Linked DNA regions of Mus musculus: region 1 is linked to region 2. Evidence: chromatin contacts called from public HiChIP or PLAC-seq data. All regions are on one chromosome and are shown on one strand. The core of a region is the stretch at or near the end of the contact, and the rest is flanking DNA. Distances in the headings are between cores, read along the strand shown. Region 1 overlaps Aftph (aftiphilin). Region 2 has its middle 7.3 kb from the start of Gm39606.

Region 1 (4,096 bases), core at 16-2,515, 270 kb before region 2:
AATCAACTGTTAGCTTGTTTGTGTCAATTACGAGGAATAAATATTGTGGTATTTTTCTGTTATCAATTTTAGTAGTACATTTATTCTTCCAATAGGCTTTAATTTATAACAGTTTGTATTTCTACTTAATGTTTAAACAATAAATTGTACTCAGTTTTAAAATATCTTACATGTATATGAAAACAATTAGGACAATGGGAGTAAGGTTGCACATATTTAATAAATACAGTGATATCCCCCCAAAAATCATTATTTGAAATCCAAGAAGTTTGAATTAATAATAAAAAATACTCAAAATGCCAAGTAAATTCATCTGTTTATTTTATGGTGAAAAATACTCTAGTAAATATGTAGGTTTTACCTCAAGGTAAGTAGAGAAATGAGATTTATTTATTAAAGATAATATAGAACGTCAAAATGATGAAGAGCTGGTGAATTTCTTATTAGTAAAAATTGAGATGCTCAGGCCAGCAGGATGGCTTTGTGGGTAGAAGTGCTTGCTGCCAAGCCAGAAGAGCTCAGGTTAATTCCTGGGACCCATCTCCCAACAGTCGGCCTCTCACCTCCAGCTTCCCACCACAGCATACCCACCATTACTACACAGGGGATAAATACATGTAAAAATGTAAGGTGTGTGCGTGTCAGTACAGGTGCCCAAGAAGCCCAGAGCTGGACTTGTGGGGACTGAACCCCGGCCTCTGGAAGAGCAGCAAGTGCTCTTAATGACTTCAGTCCCCCAATTGGTTTTTTGGTTTTTTGGGTTTTTTTGTAATTGAGACCCTCTTTCTTACTGTGTTCTTCATTTGTTGCAGCAGTGGAATTTCAAAAAGGCTTTCATAATTAAGGGTTTATGTCAAGAAAAGTAATTCTTATTAGCCATGGTAGCCTACATGCACCGTTCAGTGCTCGCTGTGCTGTGGGTAATGGAGAAGATAAATGGTGCCTGGGGTTTTTATTGTTGGGCTCTGTTTTTATTTTTGGGGGTTTTTTGTTTGTTTTGGGGGGGTATTGGTTTGTTTGGCTTTTGGAAGATTTTTTAGACTTGGAAGTTACTGTCTTTACTAGACGACAGAGTAATGGCTTTTCCTCTGTAGAACTGTGTGACAGACTAAGACACGACATAGAAAGCGCCAGTGGGGCCTTGCCACCTGCTGCAGCAACAACATGATTACTTAATCAATTAGTGGAGTTGTTGACACTATTTTCTGTACTTGAGTAGTGATTTCCTTCTGTGTGGTGGGGGGGGGCGGGGGGGTGAGATCATTAAAACTGAGTCATCATTAAAACTGAAGAAATGAAAGTGAACTTTTTGGGGGTTGATTCAGACAGCTTTACTCAACCGGTTGGAGAGAATTTTCGAAGCCTGTTTTCCGTCTGTGTTTGTCCCTGATGTGGAAGAGGAGGTTTCTTCCCTGAAGCACTTGCTGGAGACACACAGCTCGCCAGCAAAAACAAGAGAGGCCTTAGCTGACCGTGGGTAAGTAGAAACTGTTCTTAGAGAACTGTGACTGTTAGTTTTAGTTGTTATAATTTGTAAAGCTATCTGAACAGCATTGTTTTAAAATACTATAATTATTGACCTAATCGTGTAAAAAGACTTAAGGGGGAAATCGCTGTTTCTCTACTTCTGAGATGTTTCTTTTGATGTCTTTAAATCAACATTTGAATCAGCCTGTTATGTCACCTCTGCACTACCTAGTGTGATAAACAATTTGGGGTGTATTCAGACTGTGCTGACTATCTGACTATATAACCCAGGCTGCACTCAAACTCAAGAGCCCCCAAGTGCTGAGATTACACGTGTGTCACACACTTGGCTTAACTGACAGTGTAGACCTGCTTTTCTCACCAGCTCCATATACACATATCTCACCTTCTGATAAAATGTTTAAATCTTGTATTTTCCTTTTAACTGTATAAATGCTAAATGCACACTTGTTTTCTTTTATACAGTGTCTTCCTAAACCTTATGCAAGATGAGCATCCCTAATTTGGAAATCCATTCTTTGGAGTGCTATGACATGTAACACTTGTGGGAGCTGTGTAGAGGTGTAGAGCAGTTGTAGATTACCTGCTGATATGCTTGTGCAAGGCCCCAGGTTTAATTTCCGCCACTGAAAAAGGAAGGGGTTGACTTTTTTAATCTACACATTTTTGAACATTGACATTATATTTAAAAAGTTTATAATTTTGGAGCATTTCAGATGCCCAACTGATAAAGTCTATATAGATATTCCAGACTCTAAACCAGTCTGAAACCTGACACCCTTCTGCTCCCGAGCACTTCACGTAGTCTCTGTCTTATTTTCTACATCTTTCTCTGCCCCTAAGAGCTATTTACACAGTTTTACTTGACGAGATTTTACTTAGCAGGCTGTCATCCCTCCTCACCCTCGAAGTTTCAGAGTGGCTCAGCCCAGGCCTCTCTATAACTGTCGCCTCAGGGCTTCCCAGGCACATGGCGCGTTTACTATGTTCTGTTAATACAGATGTATACGCTGTTGTTACTGATCTGAAGTTTTACAGTGAACTGCCTAGATGTGAGTCTTTCCATGCATTCCACTGGTAGCTTGTTCCTCAGAAGCAAACCCTTCTTTATTGTTTTGCCTTTACAACTGCTGTCTCGCCTAGGCCTCTGTCCCTTTCCTAGGTTCCTGCAAATTATTTGATTTTGAAGTCATTCCATTTCTGGCCAGTCTTTTTATAATTTCTCATTCTTGCCTCTGGAAGTATCCTTTCCTTCTCCAGTGTCTCCTCTCTTCCATTAACTAAGTCACATGTAACTTGCTAGTTTCTCCTTATGGTGCAGCATTTCTTGTACAGGTGTCCACTTGTCTTGATTCCATTCAAGATTGAGATTGGGTTTTGTTCTTTTTCTTCTTGTCTAGGGATTTCTAAGGAAAAGGGGATGGGGAGGGGTGAGGGAACAAGGTGTACAAATTCCTTTCCAAGAGATTTAGCCTAAGGAAATAATATGCCATACAATCATATACACAATAAAATACTAAAAGATGGTCACTGCCAGCCTAATAATATTTAACCAAATGGTAAAAGATATCTTATTGAGAGCTGTAGGTTGTAGCCCACCTGAGCTACATAGTGAGACCTGTTTCACACCACAAAAATAATAAACACCCAAATATTGAGTAACTCTAGTAAATTAAAATGGTGGATGCCGAGTGATTTTTTTCTTTTAAATGTTAATTTTTTGAAATAATGTCTCATGTATAACAGGCTAACATGGAACTTACTGTGTAGCCAAGGCTGAGTTTGAACTTCTGATCCTCCTTCTCCCTAGTCCTGGGATCGTGACCTGCACCACCATGCCAAGTTACTAAGTGCTGGGGATGGAACCCAGGGATTTGCAAGGCAGAACTCAGCCAATAAGCTATAGCCCCAGCCCTTAAATGTTGGGGTTTGTTGTTTGTTTTTACAATTAAAAAAAAAAAAAAAGAACAAGCTGGAGAGACAGCTCAACAGTTAAGAGCACCTACTGCTCTTGCAAAGGGCCTAAGTTCAGTTCCCAGAACCAAAACACTAGCTCACAGCTGACCAGGTTCAGGGCATCTTATACCCTCTTCTAACCTTTGAAGGTTTGGGGCGCATATGTGGTACATATACATACCCACATGCAGACAAAACACTAGACATATAAAATAAATAATCTTTTTTTTTTAAAGCAGGCTAGTTCCTGGACTGTATCCCTTCATATAAATTTAGCTTACCTTTCTAATGATCTTTAGTGCTAGCTCTTGATTGCACTGAGATACAGTTGACACAGATAGGTTAGATATGATATTCACTACAGTGCATAGTGTATCATCAGTGTACTGAAGGTTAAGTTTACGGGGAAGGGGCTGGAGTAACCTGTTGTCTTCTTTGTGGCCTTTACAGTGAGTTGAGGGGTGTATGGACCGAACTGCAGGACATCCATGATGCACATGGTTTGCGGTACCAGTGGGGTGGCTCACATAGCAACAAGAAGCTTTTGTGCTCCTTGGGAATAGACACTCGAAACATTGTGAGTTTGTTAGAATCTTGAAAAATTCTTTAATAAACCTGTATGGTTTTTAAATTTACTATTTTCCTGTTTACG
Region 2 (3,974 bases), core at 435-2,934:
CAAAACTTGCCCAAAGGACTTATTCTCCTCATGTGCAGCAGCTGCTGCTCAAGACTCTGAAAGTATTCCCGCACTCACAGTGTACAAGGACCCGTCCTTGACCTGCACCCCCGAGTCTACTCCCTACCCTGCTATCTAGCACCCCGGCTATGTAGGCTACATTTCTCATGGTGGTTAAACTTCAGGGCAGGCTGGCTCTCAGCCCTTGGTCCTAAGTCTCCACTAATTGTACCCCTTTCCCATATAAAACAGCATTTCAGTTCTTATCCAGAAATAATACTGGGTGCCCTTTACAATCCACTTAATAGAAAAAGGGGCAAAGGTGTGTGAGGTCAAAACTATTTCATAAAAAGATGCACTTACTCTCTCCACTCTTGTGTTCCCCTTATGGGAAGAAAGCTAAGTGCTTTGGGAAATGCAGTCGATATTACAGCAGACACAAATGCAGAAGCAAACAGGAGACTCCATCTGTCTTTCATTGAGCTAAACAGTAAAAACAAACAAACAAACAAATAAATGGCAGAAATGTAAAATAGTACCATACTTAACATTTTTTTTTGTTTCACAAACTATATTTTTCTAAATAAACCCACGTGTAGTGGTTTTATTATTATAAGAAGTAACCATCTTCTAGATTCTTAGTTTTCACTCCTAAATTGGTAAATGTTCAGAGGTACAACCCACATAGACAGAAAAATCCTCTTGGAGGTTCTTCTGGGTGATGTTTGAGTATAAGATAGTGGTTCTTAACCATGGGTCGTGACCCCCTGGGGGTCAAACTTTCATAGGAACTGCCTAAGACACAGATATTTACATTATGATTCATAACAGTAGAAAAATTACAGTTATGAAGTAGCAATAAAAACAATTTTATGGTTGGGGTCACCACAACGTGAGGAACTGTATTAAAGGGCCACAGTCTTTTTTTTTTTCTTGTTTTCAGGTTTATTGAAAATATGGCATAACAGATTAAACAGCTCCACGTGTTTTGAAATTCATGCCAACTGTAGGCTGAGTGACCTGAAGGTTAGAGAGACTGCCAAAGTCCAGAAGCTTCAGCATCTCCTTGGTGTCGGGATCCACCTCAATGATCTCCTGATCTAGGGCTGAGACCTCAGGAACGTAATTATCTCTCCTCTCTCTCTCTCCTTCCTGCAACTTAATAGAGATGCCTCTCACAGGACCTCTCTGAATCCGCTTCATCAGATGCGTGACGTATCCGGCTATCTCGTTCCGAAGCTTCTTGCTGGGGATAATGGCGATCTCCTCGCACACGCGCTTGTTGGTGTGGAAGTCATTACCCAGACGCGTGTAGTACTTCTCGATGATGATCCGGGCAGCCTTCTTCACGGTCTTGGTGCGAACGCGGAAAGGGCCACAGTCTTAGGAAGGCTGAGAACACTGGTATAAAGGGTTCCTGAGCAACGTTGTCTCATTTCCTCTGATCTCTACTGGCGAGGAACTCACTCACCTGTGAGAATGAGCTAGCTTCCACAGCTGGAAAAGCCAGCGTCCAGACCACAGCGCCTGCCCTCTGAGGACCTCTGGTTTTGAAGTTCTTGACAGGGCAGGCCTGCACACGAGGTAAGAGATGCCTGTAACTGCTATCTTCCAGCACACACTGAGGGGAGAGGAGGTACAGACATCTCCTCTCCCTCTTCCAGTGGCCGATCTCCAGGACCAGCCCTCATCTGCCCCCTGGTGGCAGGTAGCCCCCATACATGGGATCTCAAAATATATCGCTCTCTCTTTCCCCTGTTTTCTCCTCCCCATCTTTCCCTCTTTCCCCGCGCTGGTGAAAGTCCAGGGCTTTCAGCACACTAGGCAAATCCTCTGTCTCACTGTCACATGCCCCTAGTCTTTTTCCCCTCAAGTAGCTGGATGTTGATCGCACCCAGCCCGATGGCCTCTTCTAGGTGAGGGTGAATGATAATATTTTTCTGCATATTTATCTCTTCGTAGTTAATTACCGATCGTTCCTGGCTCTGAACCTGCCCTTTAGCTGGGTTAGGAGTCTTGCCTTTGACTAGGGCATGTGACAGTGAGACAGAGGGTTTGCCTAGTGTGCTGAAAGCCCTGGGTTCAGTCACCAGAGCAGGGAAAGGGAAAGATGGGGAGGAGAAAACAGGGGAAAGAGAAAGCGATATATTTTGAGATCCCTGTAACCCCCGAGCAGCAGGAGAGCTGTTAAAGCAGCGGCTCCAGCCTGAGGCCACCATAAGATACCACCACAGCTGTCAAAACGACAGCATCTGTCATAATGGTGGCACCTATCAAAGCAGTGTATCTCCTCAGCCTACAGCCTTTGTGAAATACCACCTCTGGAGCTGTCTACAGTGGCAACACCTTCTCTGCAGCCTCCCCAAGGAGGTTAGCAGTGATAGCACCTCAGCCAAATCGGCCTGTGGCCGGGAAGGACTTCCCATCCCCACCCATGAGCCTGATACAGGGAAAAGGGGGTCAAAAGAAAACCGCGGATCCCTGAGCTTTCCACAAAACCCACCAATCCCAAAGCTCAGCACTTGAAATCCAACCAGTTCTCGATCTGGAAATCTCTGCCCTGAAAAGCCCCGCCCCCTAAGAAATCCTGTGGCGAAAACGGTGCCTCCCCCCCCCCCCCCCCCCCGCCCTTCCATTAGGAAAGCCCTGCCCTTTGTTCAATTCCCTGCTGGACTCATCCCTCCATGCCCTGGACCCTGTAAGAAATCTTTTTTTTTTTTTTTTTTAATATGAGATTTGCTGCCTGATGGGACTCTCTCATCAGAAGAGTCCAAGAAGCAACAAAGATGGGAGGAACTGAAGAGGTGGAGCGGGGCTGAGGCTCCTGACTCCGGGCTCCTCAGCTCAGCTGGGGATACCCTCCCCGGACTGCGAGGCCTCTGCTGAGGAGGCCTCCCCTCAGAGCGGGGTGGTTCCTGGACTTCTGTGTTTCAGGGTGCCCTTCGAACTGAGCAAGAACACTTACAATTCCCAATTATATAAGCTGTGTTCTTTTCTTTATGCATATATCCTCAGGACAAAGTTTAATTTACAAATTAACAAGTTAAACACACTGAGTGGTTAGCAACCAGGGCTACTAAGAAAATCGAATGTGTAACAATGTGCTTCCGTGAAAGTAAGGTGTCCCTGGAAAGGGTCATGGTAAACATTTATGTTTGGGGCTCTTTGGTGATCTCCGCTGAGTGAAATGGAGAGCAGAGTATACCTTATGCGGTGCCTCTTGAGTGGGGTCCCGCCACAATCCTACTTCCTGCTAGTGGGCTCCATAGCGAGAACCCTGCTAGTGGGCTCTGACAGACAGAGAACCCTGGACATTGGTTATTTGAAGGATACAATATCTCAGAATTCCTCAGAGTAAGTCTGCTGGTTTACATGGGCTCAACAGAAAACAAGTGGCCCATAAACGGAGTCCTAGAAACTCCAAACAAGAATATCCTTAAACCAATCTCACTGTTGAAATGGGAAGGGAAGTTCAGAGGCAAAGCGAATCCCAGGCACTAGCCTGGGGGCTTTCCTACAAAGCTTACTAGAAGGAATCGCCCCTACCTTACAAGCAAACCCAGCTAAGACCTATGGTTTCCATGGTAACCCTCAAAGCATGACTTCCCTACAGATGTTCTTCCAGTGTCTCCTTTCACCTGTCACTTTCAGGCACAACTTAGACCTGAACTCTAAGCAAAAGCATTAGCTTCCCCTTTCAATCCGTGTTTTTAAGAAACTACAAACTGTCAGGTCCAAAGGAAACTCCGCTTCCCCACATTGTTCTGGCAGTTAGACAAAAGGTAGCATTCCTCGGGAACTGGTGCCCTTCTATGGAACCAAACTGAGCCATTTCCCTTATCACTGGCAGAAAGGACCGTGACTACCTGTGGTGTCTGTTAGCAACAAAAAAGCATGGCCTCCAGGCTCCCTCAGTATCTCCAGTACCTGTTACACACATCACAGTCCGTGCTGGCATCCTAGCTCTTCTCACC

Evidence for each region. HiChIP or PLAC-seq counts read pairs in DNA pulled down with a chosen protein or histone mark.
Region 1: a contact with region 2 is called in an H3K4me3 HiChIP or PLAC-seq map of bone marrow-derived macrophages, with 3 times the contacts expected there. The contact joins two enhancer-like sites. A contact is called at or near these places in 1 of 15 datasets of contacts at CTCF or cohesin (the NIH/3T3 cell line), 2 of 484 Hi-C or Micro-C datasets (bone marrow-derived macrophages and embryonic stem cells), 22 of 115 datasets of contacts at active chromatin or transcription factors (bone marrow-derived macrophages, craniofacial prominence, effector CD8 T cells and 14 more) and 3 of 9 other capture datasets (adipose tissue, embryonic stem cells and liver).

What each region holds. Positions count from the first base shown.
Region 1 is chr11:20,709,545-20,713,640 of GRCm38.p6, reverse strand. Aftph (aftiphilin) reads left to right here. Exons shown (of 10, transcript NM_001290545.1): 3 at 1,326-1,477; 4 at 3,895-4,021. Among named protein-coding and RNA genes, the nearest start is that of Gm46272, 29 kb to the left of the region's middle. Within about 2 kb of position 1,265, at least 21 of the 459 cell types and tissues checked have an H3K27ac peak or open chromatin away from gene starts, as enhancers often do. A contact at or near this core is called in bone marrow-derived macrophages, where this site is marked.
Region 2 is chr11:20,443,806-20,447,779 of GRCm38.p6, reverse strand. It overlaps the pseudogene Gm12034. Among named protein-coding and RNA genes, the nearest start is that of Gm39606, 7.3 kb to the left of the region's middle. Within about 2 kb of position 1,684, at least 35 of the 459 cell types and tissues checked have an H3K27ac peak or open chromatin away from gene starts, as enhancers often do. A contact at or near this core is called in bone marrow-derived macrophages, where this site is marked.